Linked DNA regions of Mus musculus: all the other regions are linked to region 4. Evidence: chromatin contacts called from public HiChIP or PLAC-seq and promoter capture Hi-C data. All regions are on one chromosome and are shown on one strand. The core of a region is the stretch at or near the end of the contact, and the rest is flanking DNA. Distances in the headings are between cores, read along the strand shown. Region 1 holds the start of Ldc1 (leucine decarboxylase 1). Region 2 holds the start of Nkain1 (Na+/K+ transporting ATPase interacting 1). Region 3 holds the start of Serinc2 (serine incorporator 2). Region 4 holds the start of Tmem39b (transmembrane protein 39b).

Evidence for each region. Promoter capture Hi-C pulls out the DNA fragments that hold promoters and counts their contacts. HiChIP or PLAC-seq counts read pairs in DNA pulled down with a chosen protein or histone mark.
Region 1: a contact with region 4 is called in a promoter capture Hi-C map of hippocampal neurons, with 2.8 times the contacts expected there. The contact joins the promoter of Ldc1 here to the promoter of Tmem39b in region 4. A contact is called at or near these places in 2 of 39 promoter capture datasets (the 3T3-L1 cell line and hippocampal neurons) and 1 of 115 datasets of contacts at active chromatin or transcription factors (bone marrow-derived macrophages).
Region 2: a contact with region 4 is called in a promoter capture Hi-C map of second pharyngeal arch cranial neural crest. The contact joins the promoter of Nkain1 here to the promoter of Tmem39b in region 4. A contact is called at or near these places in 6 of 39 promoter capture datasets (the 3T3-L1 cell line, cranial neural crest, frontonasal cranial neural crest and 3 more).
Region 3: an H3K4me3 HiChIP or PLAC-seq map of embryonic forebrain shows a contact between it and region 4, with 2.9 times the contacts expected there. The contact joins the promoter of Serinc2 here to the promoter of Tmem39b in region 4. A contact is called at or near these places in 9 of 39 promoter capture datasets (the 3T3-L1 cell line, 3T3-L1-derived adipocytes, cranial neural crest and 4 more), 3 of 115 datasets of contacts at active chromatin or transcription factors (embryonic forebrain, embryonic hindbrain and forebrain) and 1 of 9 other capture datasets (embryonic stem cells).

Annotation. Positions count from the first base shown.
Region 1 is chr4:130,220,867-130,224,265 of GRCm38.p6, reverse strand. Ldc1 (leucine decarboxylase 1) reads left to right here and starts at 1,971. Exons shown (of 10, transcript NM_001034872.2): 1 at 1,971-2,102; 2 at 2,475-2,650. The coding sequence starts at 2,513.
Region 2 is chr4:130,572,347-130,575,892 of GRCm38.p6, reverse strand. Nkain1 (Na+/K+ transporting ATPase interacting 1) reads left to right here and starts at 1,857. Exons shown (of 7, transcript NM_025998.4): 1 at 1,857-2,064. The coding sequence starts at 2,011.
Region 3 is chr4:130,273,920-130,277,012 of GRCm38.p6, reverse strand. Serinc2 (serine incorporator 2) reads left to right here and starts at 1,427. Exons shown (of 10, transcript NM_172702.3): 1 at 1,427-1,555. The coding sequence starts at 1,517. It overlaps Gm34957 (a long non-coding RNA gene), which reads right to left. Exons shown (of 2, transcript XR_376686.3): 1 at 1,079-3,093.
Region 4 is chr4:129,695,092-129,698,481 of GRCm38.p6, reverse strand. It overlaps Tmem39b (transmembrane protein 39b), which reads left to right and starts at 1,637. Exons shown (of 9, transcript NM_199305.2): 1 at 1,637-1,767. The coding sequence starts at 1,764.

The DNA.
Region 1 (3,399 bases), core at 722-3,221, 530 kb before region 4:
CTGCTATCTTGAGGAAGGAGGACCACAGAAGGGCTGCAGGGAGGAGACAGACTGTAGGAAGAAACCAATGGATAGGTTCATCTCTGGGTTAAGGCCAAACATGTCTCTAGCTTTCCTGTGATAAGGGGACCTGGGCCCTTCCATCAATGGCCAGTGGTATACCCACTCTGTCCTGAGAGGGAGGGTGTAATATAAAGGATAGATGAGATTCAGTTATTTTTTGCTGAAATAATGTTTGGACTTACTTGGGTTGTAGCTTGAAGGTGGAGTGTAAGCCTTCATAAAGTGGTAACTGACATCCTAAAGCTGATCCTGTCCCAAGGTGGTGGTTTCATCCTCGGAGGGACCTCAGGTCACAGGCCTTAGAGGCTCTCAGGGAAAGAGAGGGTTAGGAGAGGTAGGTGGGACAAGTTGGAGCGACATGGACAAGTTTACCATCCCACTTAAGTAGGTATCAGACAGCAAGAGTTGCCATGAGATCCCAGCACACTCTTCAGCCAGCTGGGCCACCTGATACTAGAGTTTGGGGGTTTCAATTCTACATCAAGGCTTACCTGCTCTATAGTGTGACTTGGACATCTCTAGGGAAGAAGGGAAAGGGTTTCTGGGCTCTCCTGCTTTTGAAGGTAGCCAGTGCTTGCTTTCCATAGGCATCCCCATCTACCCTGAACACCTGTCAGTGCACACCTTGGAAGGTGTGATCCCGCCTGAAGGTTGGGGCTGAAGGTGGGTTTCCTGTACCCTGAGATCTTGTTGGGACTGGATTTCCTCAAAAATATTGCCCTAAAACCCAGATAGCAACATCGTCTGGGCTCTCTGAAAAAGAGAAAGTAGGTCATGATGGCCATAGGATGAGTCATGTGGAAAAGGGTCATGAACACAGTCCCTACTATAGACCAGAAGCTGTGGGGTGGTGAGCTGTGATAGGCAGCCTGGTCCCTGGTTGAGCTCAGGCTTAAAACCCGGGTGACCCAGCAGGTGACTGTGCCTGCAAGGAAAGGCAGACTTTTGGCCACACCCCTTAGGCTCCTGTCTCCTGTCACGTAGCTACAGCCTCTCATAGCCACCCCCCTCCCCCCATACCCCCTACCCCCACCCCTCTGCCTCGGAGAGGTCTGTGGCCATCAGTCATGTAGGAGCAGCACCAAGCCCTCCCACATGCAGCTCTCAGGCCAAGCCAATGAGAAGAACCTGCTGTCAGACCCTGACCCACCCCACAACTGTATATAAGAACCCTATCTAGGAGGAATAAAGGTGTGAGAACTACTCCATCATCTGAGAGCTTCTGTCATAAGAGCTGTAACACTGCCGCTTGGGAAGAAGTCTGCTCTCGAAGCATCACCTGAAGCTCCCCTGCACTCCTCACTGGCTAGTCAGCCTCTCCTTGGCCCAGCTCATCACCTTGGGGCCCAGCAGCTGGTCTTGAACAAGAGTTGTCAATCTTGGTAAAGAGGGAGGGTAATTCCCACCCCTTCTATTACTGGTCATTACTGGTACCCAAGAAGGCTTTCTGTTTCAGATTGGGAGGCCATCAGACCTGGCTTTCCCAGGGCCTCTTCTGGGTGAGTTCTGCTGTTCTTGTAGCTCTGCTTCCCTGACACTCAGGGTTTCACCCTCAACCAAGCCATCATCTGGGGCTGAAGTCATCTGCCTCCAGCTTTGCTGTATGGATGGCTGCCTTCCTGCACCTCTGTTTTAAGACATAAAAATACCAGAGTTCTAATCCTTTCTTTGCCAGACATGATTTCTGTGCATTCCTTTAATTCCACCCCTTTAATCTCTTTAATCCGATTTAGGGCCAGAGTAACTGAGTAACTGAGTAACTGAGTAAGGGATTAACTGGAGTAACTGAGAGAGCAACGGTGGAGACAGAGGTGGAGCCAGCTACAGCAGTGGAGGCAACAGAGACAACTCCTCCTTTCTGCTTGCATTCTCTCCTCTTTGCCTGAACCCTCGTACCCGGCTGGGCCAGAGATCTCTGTGGAAAGTCTCCAGTACACAGGCCCACAAGAAGCCCTGTGGCTGCTGGGGACCCCACTTTAGTCTGAGGGTTCTCTGGCTGTTCCAGGGAACCCCAGGTGCCACCAACTACTCAACCTGAGGCAAGTCCCTTTCTTTCCGTGTTGGACATAGGTCTCACTTCTAATCTCTTGTGACTGATCTAGAGTTGGATTCTGCCATTCTATTGCATCTCCATTTCTCATCTTGAGTGGGAGGGTGTGGGAAGGGGCCTGGAGGAGAGTCACACACTCTCTTCTGAGGGAATGGTTGCTGTGGCTTGCTTGTCATCTGCCATCAGTGGCTCAGGCCACGTGCTATCAGCGGTCTACTATAAAGCTTGAAAAGATCAGTAGGACTAGGTGGAGTTCATGGGACTTAATGGGACCCAGGCTTCAGTGACTTGGCTGTCCTAGCTATGGGAGGGACAGGAGGAAAAGACTGGGTCCACAGAGCTGTCCTTTCTATGGTGCCAGGACTGTGCCCAACAGACACCTCAACTAGAGTCTCAAGGATGAACACCCCCTCTGAGGTCAAGAAGGATCTGCTGGGAGTTGCAGAACACCTGAGGCCATCAGAGCCCATCACCTTGGGGCCAGGGGCATCTGCCTGGCAGCTGGTCTTGAAGAAGATCAAGGAGTTGTCCATCTCGGTAAGGAGGGAGGGTAATTCCCACCTCTTCCATTACTGGTCATTACTGCTGCCTGTTTCCTGTTTCAGATTGGGAGGCCATCAGACCTGGCTTTCCCAGGGCTGGGTGAGTTCTGCTGTTCTTGTAGCTCTGCTTCCCTGACACTCAGGGTTTCACCCTCAACCAAGCCATCATCTGGGGCTGAAGTCATCTGCCTCCAGCTTTGCTGTACGGATGGCTGCCTTCCTGCACCTCTGTTTCAAGATGTGAAAAGATCAAAGCTCTAATCCTTTCTTTGCCACACACGATTTCCTTGCATTCCTTTAATCCCAGCACTCAGGAGACAGAGGCAGGTGGATCTCTGTACATTCAAAGTCAGTCTGGTCTACATAGCAAGTTCCAGGACAGCTAGGGCTACATAGAGAGACCCTGTCTCAAAACAAAACAACGCCGGGTGTGGTGGCGCACACCTTTAATCCCAGCACTCGGGAGGCAGAGGCAGGTGGATTTCTGAGTTCGAGGCCAGCCTGGTCTACAAAGTGAGCTCCAGGACAGCCAGGGCTATACAGAGAAACCCTGTCTCAAAACAAAACAACAACAACAAAAAGAAAGAAAGAAAAGAATGAAAGAGAGAGAGAGAGAGAGAAGGAAGAAAGGAAGAAAGGAAGGAAGGAAGGGAAAGGAAGGAAGAAAGAAAGAAAGAAAGAAAGAAAGAAAGAAAGAAAGAAAGAAAGAAGGAAAGAAAGAAAGAAAGAAAGAAAGAAAGAAAG
Region 2 (3,546 bases), core at 608-3,107, 880 kb before region 4:
TAAGACACAGGGTGTATAACATGCATGCTACCCCAGTCTGCTCACAGCCAAAGAGTCCTGCTGTGATCCAAGGCCTGGGGAAGCCAAGGTAAATCACCAAACCGAGTCCTCATACTGCTCACAGGAAGCTAAGAAGGTTCTAGAATGAGCTATCATGGAGGTATCGAAGGCTGGAATGAGCCAGAGAGGGGATTTCCCTGGGTGACCAAGGGTCAAGGAGTGAGGCCTCAACTAAAACACTAAAGATGAAACAGCGTCCACTGCACTGCACATAAGGATCTCAGAGCAGAACAACCTTGGGACTCAGAGATGGCTTTTTGTGAAGACACTTGCTACTGAGTTTGAAGACCTGAGTTTGATCACTGGGACCCACATAGAGGAAGCTAACTCCTACTCATGGTCCTCTGAGAGCCACAGGGTGCTCTAGCATGTGTCAACCTAAACACAGACATACAACATAAATAAATAAAGAACAAACCTAAAAGCAGAGAGGGGCCAGAGGGCGTGGAAGCCTGGGATTTAGTAGGGCAGGATTGAAATAAATGACCTTGGACAGAGGGTAGCTCAGACTTGGAGTGAGGTGGCCAGGCCTTGGGTCTGTGGCATTTGGGACATTCAAGAGCCTGGCAGAGCTGGTCAGAGCCTAGCAGAACCCAGTCACTGTAAGGAGAGAGGCATCATGTGTCCAGTGCTTGGGTCGGTGAGGGCTTCTGAGCACACTGTCAGCATGGAAGAGAGAACTGACATGGGCTCACCCGAAGCCTCCAGGGGATCCAGTGGGGACCGGGCTGGCGCTTCCTTTGTGGGAAACAGGACTCTTTGGAGACTTTGATAAAAGCTGGGTCCCAGTCCCCACGTAAAGTTATGCTCTGGGTATAGAGTCTGGGACAGACTCCAGGAAGCCTAGCTAATCATGGAAACTGGCTGGACACAGCTGCCATTCCCTAACAGTGGCTGAGAAGAGTCCCCACTGTTATCCCAGTTGCTTTTTGGTGGTGTGTGCGTGTGTGCATGTGCTTGTGTGTGTGTTTAGTGTGCGATGGTTGATTCTGGGAATACCTGGGGGGCCTTTTGTTTTGTCACTGTTGAGAGTACTAGGATCAAATCCAGGGCTTTTCTATCCACTTGTCTTGCGTGTTTTAAAACGCGTTTATCTGGAATTTGGGAGGCTGAAGCAGGAGGATCTCTGAGAAGCCAAACTGGGGACCGGACTATTCCGGTCCCTGAGCTATGAAGAGTCAAGAGAACGGAAGACCGCTTCAAGCGCACTCTGGCTTTCATAAACCCAAGATATACCAGGTTCTGAAGGAAAGACAGAAAGAAGAAAATGTGGCCGGGAAACCAGGAGGGCTGGCGAGCTGGGCTGAAAACTCAAATGAAAATAAAGGGCAAAGTTGGAACTCCAGGGTAGGGTGGCTCCAACTCCCTCAGCTGGCCAAGCTAAGGGCTACTGTTGGGTTTACAGGACTGCATCCAAGAGACTTTTTTCCTACTTTGCCCCTGAGGCCCCTGGGCGGGGGTGGTCCAGAGAGGTAATGTGATCTGCCCAAGGTGACACGGCTAAGGAACAGCAGTCTGGACGCGACCCAGAGCTGCCAGCGCGCAGGACCCGCACTCTTCCACTTCGCTCCACGCCCCTCCCCTCCCCCGCCCCCTCGCTCTTCCGCCCCTCCCTCGCCTCCCTCCGGGGTGGCGGCCGAGCCACGTGGTGGGCCGGGAAGCGGCGGCTGCCGAGCGCCCGGGCGGCTGCCCCAGCTGGGCAGTGCTGCACCGCGCCGCGCTCGGTGCCTGCGGGGGCCGCTGCGCGCTGGCCGGCGCCGCGGGCGGGAGGTGTGCCGACGGCCGGCCGCAGACAAAGGAGGCGCGGCGGAGCCCGCGCGGACCGGGCGCACCATGCACTTGGGGTGCGGCCGGCCGGCCGCGGCTCTGGAGACCCGGCCCTAGTCGCCGGCCCCACCGCCCCGGGGCGCCATCGAGACGACGCGGCCCCGCGCGGCGCGAGGAGGAGCCATGGGCAAGTGCAGCGGCCGCTGCACGCTGGTCGCCTTCTGCTGCCTGCAGCTGGTGAGCCGCGCGGAGCGGGGTGGGGCGGCGGCGGTGCGTGGGCGCCACCCGGGGTGCGGGGTGGCCGGGCGGAGTCTGCCCCGCGCGGGCCGGCTTGTCCCTTTGTGTGCGCTCCTCGCCTCAGCCCCGCGCTCGCGCGCACGGTCCAACGCTCCCGGGTTGCACGCGTCGGTTCGCAATGGGTGCGTGGGCTCCCGCTGGGGGGCTGCGCCCCAGGACTGTGGCTCCCTTGGGGCTGGGGGTGTGTCCGAGGCTGGTCTGTGTACTCGGAGAGGTCCCTGCCCGAATGTTCCCCTCCAGATCGCTGATTCCGTGGGTACCTCATCCCTCTGGGCTCCGCCCCTGTGAGCGTTTCTCACAAAGTCTCTTTCTGCTCCTGTATTATGTCTCTGGAATGTTTTTAGATCTCTGGCCATTTCTGCTTCTTGTTTGGGTGGTGGGACCTGAGACTCTTTGAGAACCCTCGGCCGTCCTTTGTGCTGCTTTCCTGCCTCCCAGCACCCTCCTGACTGGGTGGCCAGGGATGGAGAACTACCTCCTTGAGGGGGGTGATCAGGAATTGATGTATCACGGGCCAGCCTAACCTGGCAGGCACCGGACTCACTCTGTGGTTCTCTTTAGTCTGACCACCGAGTCCTCCAGCGTCCCATGAGCCATCTGTTCTATCAGCAGCGGGTGAGGTGGGGTCAGGTAAAGAGTTCCCTGGTCCCATTGGATGAGGACACTTGAGTGTCTTGGGAAGAATCAGAGCATCTCGGGGCTCTGTGCTGGCCCCAGTTTGGGGGAAAATGAGGTCTTTAACTGGAGGGCAACAGAGTGAATCCGGAGGCTAAGAGTAGCTGAGGTCCTTGCCTATGTATTGGGAGGGTGATAGAGAAGAGACGGGGGTCTCCTGCCTCCCTTGGAACTGTGTTATGCTTCTACTCAAGACACTGTTGTGTAGGAACTGCTGATAGCATCGGGTCTGTGGAGGAGCCTGGGGCCTCATTCCTATGGGTCCCGTGGTCTGGATCTGCCTTCCGGCCAGCACCTGCTCCTCCCCACAGGTGCGCAGGGTGGTGGGAAGCTTTGAGTGAGATGTGCTGGTGGCCTCTGTCCTCTCACCTTTCCTTGAGTCACCGGCCCTGCGGCGCCTGCTGTTCACAGCATCGTCCTCTTGGGCCATGCTAGAACCTCCTCTCCTCCCACATTGGTGTGTTGGTGTTTTGCCCCTCAGAAGGCCACCTGGTCTGTCAGGCGTCATTCTCAAGGACGGCAGAGGGGCTTAATCACCACCAGGTAGGATGGAAACTCCAAAAGGGCAGAGACAGCTCATTTTGTTCCTGCTAAAACCCCAGCAGCTGGGCAGCCCTTGACACCTCATTAATATTTGTAAACTAAACGAAGAACTGGTTATTTGGCAGATCTGGGCTCACAGTAGAAATATTCTCCGTTTTCTATTTTTAGGACCATAAAAATGCCAAGAAATCTTCAAACTTTTTT
Region 3 (3,093 bases), core at 178-2,677, 580 kb before region 4:
CCAGGTGCTGTATGAATCACTCGGGGAAGCAGTTAGGCCGGATCTTTGGCCCCTGCGGCCAGCCAAACCTATGGACTTCCTTCCCTAACATTATCTGGTCTAGAGTTGGTGGGGGAGAAGGCTGGGGTGAGCTACCATAATTACAGAACTCTGCTGCTGCGCCTCACACCCGATCCTGGGGATGACCTGCCAGGATGCCCTCTCACCCAGTGACCTCCTTAGCTAGGAGGTCATGGCTGTACACAGATAGGGAGTGAGGAGTGCTGAACAGAGTGTGTGTGTGTGTGTCTCTGTATGTGTCTCTCTCTGTGTGTATGTGTCTCTTTCTGTGTGTATGTCTATCTGCCTCTGTCTCTGTCTCTCTGTGTGCAGTGCTGAGCAGTGAGTGTGTGTGCCTGTGTGTATCTCTGTCTGTCTGTCTGTCTCTCTTATGTGTATATGTGTGTGTGTGGAGTGCTGAGCAGTGTGTGTGTGTGTGTGTGTGTGTGTGTGTATTTGTCTCTCTCTCTCTGTATATCTATCTGTGTTTCTCTCTCTCTCTCTCTCTCTCTCTCTCTCTCTCTCTCTCTCTCTCGTGTGTGTGTGTGTGTGTGTGTGTGTGTGTGTGTGTGTGTGATCCAAGACAGGTCCAGAGTTTGAAGACAAGGTGGATGGAGAGGAGAGGGTCTAAACAAGTACGAATCTGGGGCCTTAACAGGGATGGGAATGACACAGGCTTTTATTCATGGAGCAGTTGCTGTGTGTTCTAACAGCCCCATGAGGTTAGCACCTTTAGTTTCAATAGGGGAAACTGAGACTCAGAGAAGCAAAGTAGCCTCCCTTATCCTCCCTCTGTCTGTCCTTCTCTTCTTTCTTTCCGTAGGCAGGATCCCATGTAACCCAGGCTGACCTAGATCTGGCTATGCAGCCAAAGATAATTTTGAATTTGTGATTCCTGCCTCCTGAGTGCTGGGTTACAGGCGAGAGCCACCATGCCCAGTTTTATGTGGATCAAACCTAGGACTTCATGAATTCTCTGGAAACACTCTACCGACTCAGCTACATTACCATCCCCCCACCCCCTTGCCTAGTAATTTACCATTGAGCACCCATAGATTGGGCCGAGGTTTTCCGCCAAGATCCAAGGGCATCAGGGAAGACCACCTCTTACTTCCTCTAACAATGACAGTATTTGGGGTCGGTCACACAATGGCTCCTATGAAGTTCAAATCCAGATGTATTTCCAAATCCTCGCTTTGGTTCAGCAGACAATCCTAGCTCAGAGTTGAGTTGGGCTGTGCCCCTGTCGTTGCTGGACTTTCCCCATCTCAACCTCTTTAGGAAATGTCTGGCGCCAGTACCTGTCCCAGGTGAGTCCTAGGAGGCCCCGAGCGTCGCCGGAAAGTGACGAGCGGCTTCGGCAGGTGGGGCGGGGCTGGGGCGGGGATGGGTTTGGGGTGGGGCCAGCCAAGCGCCTGGAGTCCCACCGGATCCGGGATCCGAGGCCGGTGCCCCGAGCCCCGCGCCCCTCACCGCCATGGGGGCCTGTCTCGGGGCCTGCTCCCTGCTCAGCTGCGTGAGTGCCCACCTCGTCCCTGCCGCGGCCCCGCTCACTTTTTCTCTACCTTCTTCCTCCAAGTACTTTCTTCTTTTTGCTTCCTCCAAACTTGCCTTTCAGAGGCCCCACCGATGCCCTTCTTATCCTCATCCCCCAGCTGCTCCGCTTCGGCCGCGGTGCGCTGGACAGCTGGTGTCGCGGCTCGGGTGACCGCGGGGGAGGGGTGGGGCGCGGCCGGGCGCCTTTGGCGCCGTCACTCCGAGAACCGGGATACTGAGGCCGGCAGCGGGTGCGGGGAGCCCCGCGGCCATTGCGCGCTCCCCAGCTCAGAGCACCCCCAGGTTGCGTGGCGCGTCTCTCTCCAGGGCGCGGGACTCTTTGTGTAACTGGTAGGGTCCCGGCCCCGCTGAGCTTACTGTCTTTCTGGCAGAGCGTCTGTCATTCTGTCTGCCCCTGTCGCCTGGCTTAGTCTGTTCTTTTGTGTTTGTCCCGTTCACTTCTCTAGGATTCGGGCACTGTCTGTCTGTCTGAACGTCGTCGTAACCAGCTCCGTCTGCATCCTCTTTCGGCGCGCAGTCTGGCCCGCTCACTCTAGGGCACCCCCCCTGCAAGCGCTGGACCCTTTCCCTCCAGCTCGAGCTGGAAAGGAGATGGGGGTTGGGTAAGAAGGGTGGGCAGGAGCCCCCCCCCCCCCATCCCGCTCTTGAGCGAGGTTGGTGTCGGTTGTCACTGACTACCTGTGCCAAACTTTGGATTTGGAAAGATCCAGAAATTGAGGGAGGTTGCGTGTGTCCACCTGGTCGCCACTGTTGGGGACCAGGCGGGAGGCCAGCTCTGTTTTGGGGCAGCAACCAGCACAGGGGAGGGGACCCGGCCGGCCATAACCGGCCGGGAGGCCCCCACTTCCCCAGCCCCCTTTCTTTTCCTTCTTCCCCTCATTAAATCTGAGGCTCTTTCAGACAGCTCCCTCCCCTTCTGGCCCCACACAAAGAGGGGCGGAGAGGGCTCCCGCGGCTGGCTGCTGTAGGAAGGTTCGTTCAGGACTTGCATCCTTTGTCCCTGATTTGTGTGCGTGTTAGGAGCGGGTGCCCAGGAGAGAGCTGCGCATCTAGAGGTTTTCTTTGTAGCCATTTTCTGAGAGTGAGCTCAGTCTGGGGAGGCAGTGGCGTGGGTCCCTGGACACAGCTCTTGTCCTCTCTTGGGCCTCTCTTTCCACTGAAGTGGGGGGGGGGGGGAGAGGGAGAGACGGGTAGAGGGAGAGAGGGAGAGAGAGAGAAGCTTGAACAGGAGATCAGAGTAAGGCTATTCCTTGCTGATGCTCATACCCCTTCCTGGGACGGGTTTGCTTCCTGGTTAGGGAGGGAGACGTTCCCACTCACAGACCATGATTCCCATCTGGTCTTGCCTGGTTACCCGTGTCCTACTGGGAGAGGGGTTGTGAGGGCAGTTCAGCCAATCCTTCTATCCTGATCTCTCCATGCCTGAACTGAAGGCCACCGCAGTACCTCCTTTGGTATACTCTTGGTGATATGGGCAGATGAAAGGTGGAAACTGCC
Region 4 (3,390 bases), core at 388-2,887:
ATTATGATAACCTGTGAAGTCACCAGACAATTAAAATTGCTTGTGAGGAGCCGGTGTCATGGTCGTGGTGCTCGCATTTAATCCTAGCACTTGGGAGTTAGAGGCTGGTGGGTCTCTCCTTTCGAGGCCAGCCTAGTTTACAAAGTGAGTTTCAGGACAGCCAGGGCTACACAGTGAAAACTTGTCAAACAAAACAACAGCAGGGCTGGCTTGATGGCTCAGTGGGTAAGAGCACTTACTGCTCTTCTGAAGGTCTTGAGTTCAAATCCTAGCAACCACATGTGGCTCACAACCACCTGTAATGAGATCTGACGCCCTCTCCTGGTGTGTCTGAAGTCAGCTACAGTGTACTTATATATAATAATAAATCTTTGGGCCCCAGTGAGGGGGGTTGACTGGTGCGAGCACAGGTCCTAAAAATTCAATTCCCAACAACCACTTGAAGGCTCACAACCATCTTTACAGCTACAGTGTACTCACATAAAATTAAAAAAAAACTTAACAATAATATAAAGATTGCTTATGAGGCTGAGAATATAACTGAATGATAGAACACTTGCCTAGCCTGTATGAGGCCCTAATTTTAATCTCCTACCCTCACCCCCATAGACTGCTTATTAGTCTTGCAAGGGAAGAAATTACACTAACAATAACAGTAGCTACTTGCTTCCTCTGTTAAGTGTTTGCCAAACATGATGGCTAACACTGATTAAAACAGGTACTACATGGATTGTCTCATTTAATCTTCCATGCCTACAAGATAATTTGTGCTTGCATTAGGTTTGATTTCCATCCCTGAATAAATCTGTCATAGTGAGAGTAATAATTCCGACACTATGAAGCAGGATCAGAAATTCAAGGACATCCTCTAATCCATAGCAAATTCAAGGACAGCCCAGGCTACCAGAGGCTCTGTCTTAAAAACCAAAATCAAAGGGCTGGCGAGATATCTCAGCAAGTAAAGGTTCTTGTAGCCAAGCCCGATAGCCTACGTGTTAGGCTACATGGTAGAAGAACCAGTACTACTACCAGTTGTCTTCCCAAGTCCACTGCTCTGCGCATCCCTCCCTCTCTCCGGCACACCAAATTCTAAAATGTTAAGAACCCTAATAGGCGGTTATTATTAATACCCATTAACACTATTTCGAAATTTGAAAATGGCAGGCACAGGTTCTTAGCTAAGGTGGTGGCAGTGAAATCAACAGTGGAGAACATGAGAATCAAACATGAGAAATGGATAGAGTTTAGGGTCATCAAGATGAGGCCAAAAATTGGATATAGAGTTTTGGAGGAAAGGGGAAGTGACTCGTAGATTTTGACTGGGGTGGGCCAAAGCACACTAAAGCCTAAGAGTTCTGAAAGCCCAGTTTGGGACTCGCTGAGTATGAGGTGACTGTGTTGTACAAAAACAGGACTTCACTAGAGGCAAAAGGCCGCTCTGGTGTCCTCCTCTAAGTCAGAACAGGGTGAAGAAACACGGGAGGTGGGTTCGCCCGCTCCAGAATCTCTTGAGCAGCAGCTGCGGGAAAGGCGTGGGGAAAGGCAAGACAAAGAGCGTTAGCACAGCTTTTGTCCAAACGGCCCCTTTAAGAAGCGCGCTCCCGACTCCCAGCCCGCCTAGCATGCAAATTGAGCAGCCGGAGGGAGCGTGCGGCTGATACCCGGCCCGGGCTGCGGCGGTTAGTCCTCTCTCGGCCGCCGTCGCCTCCGACATATTGCCCGCAGGAGCTGCGGCGGTGAGCGGAGAGCGCCGGGGGAAGGAGATGGGTGAGCAGAGCTGGCTGGGCTCGTTCGGGGGTCGCGGGATAGCGGGGAGCCTGGCTGCGAACTGCCTCCCCACGCGGACCGGAGTCGCGGGCAGGGGGAGGGGGAGGGGAAGGGACGCGGCGCAGGCGGGACCCCGCCCCTCCGGTCCTGAGGGGGCGGGTCACCGCTTGGTAGGCGGAGCTTCCAAAAGGGAGAGGGGCTCGGAGGGGCTCAGGCTTTCTTTGGGGCACACAATTCTCCTGTCTGCAGATGGGGGCCGGGCACTCTGGTGGGAGGGGCTGAGAGCTTAGGGTTCGCCTTTTGTGATTGCCGGTGGGGGAGAGAATTTTCTGGACTATAGGGGTTTACACTGAGAGCGGTGGGGCCGCAGGGACACCTAGCCCACCAAGGGAGTCCATTCCGATTCAAGCTTCCAGTCCTAGAGAGCATTGCCCGGCTTGTGGGCGGGGTCTTGGGGTTGACAGTTGTGTGTGGGCGGGGTTTCTGGGCTAGGGGCTTTATGTGGGTGCCGAGCTTCTAAAAGATAGTGGGTGTGGGCAGAGTTCCTGGGCTGAGGGTGTGTGTTGGGGGGGGGGGTTCTAAACCAAACCAAATATAACAGCGTGTGAACAAAGCTTCCGGTTTGGGGCTTGAAGTCAGCTTTCTGGACATGCATATTGTGAAGAGCTGTCAGAAAACCTTCAGAGATAGGAAAGCTTGGGCACCGTGTGTATGAATGGAGGCTACTGTGTTGCTGTGAGGAAGTTGAGGAAGTTATAACTTCGATTAAGGGTTTGGGAGCTAAGTGCAGGATGCTGCCTAGGATCTTAGGCTAGACTACTAAGCTTAGGGAATATAGTTTTGTAAAATCTTAAGTTTGAGATTCCCAACCACAGCGCTCTTTCTAAGGCCATTCTGACGTTAAGGCCAGGCCGTGGGTCATTGAGTTAGATCTCAGGGCCCTGGAGGGAAAACTTGTCTCAAACCTGACCAGATTGTAGCGTCTGGAGACTCAGATCCAGATAAAATCCAGCAAATACCAGCGCTGAGCAGCTCAGGACTCAGGCTCTGAAAATCTTACCAAACTGGTCCAGTGAACCGGATTAAGGGAACTGGCAGTAAAAATAACAGTCTGGTAGCACATGCCTGTCATCCTGTCATCCTAGCATTTGGGAGACTGAGGCAGGTGGGTTGTGAGTTTGAGGCTATTCTGTGCTACTTAGTCGCTTAAAATGTGAATTCACGCCTGGCGTGGTGGCGCACTTCTTTAATCCCAGCACTCAGGAGGCAGAGGCAGGCAGATTTCTGAGTTCGAGGCCAGCCTGGTCTACAGAGTGAGTTCCAGGACAGCCAGGGTTACACAGAGAATCCCTATCTTAAAACAAAACAAAACAAAACAAAACAAAACAAAAGATAATCTCAGAGAGTGAATTGTGGGAAAAAAAGGTAGAAGCCTGGCAGGTGCAATAACCCACCTGTAATCAGTCCCAGTACCGGGGAGGCAAAGCTGGAACCCTGAGGCCAATCAGTTAGTGAAATAGTGAGCTCTGAATTCAGAAAGAACCTTGGTAAGCAAAGAGCACAAAGGAAAAGACATTGACTGGGCAGTGGTGGCTCACATCTTTAGCCTCAGCACTTGGCATC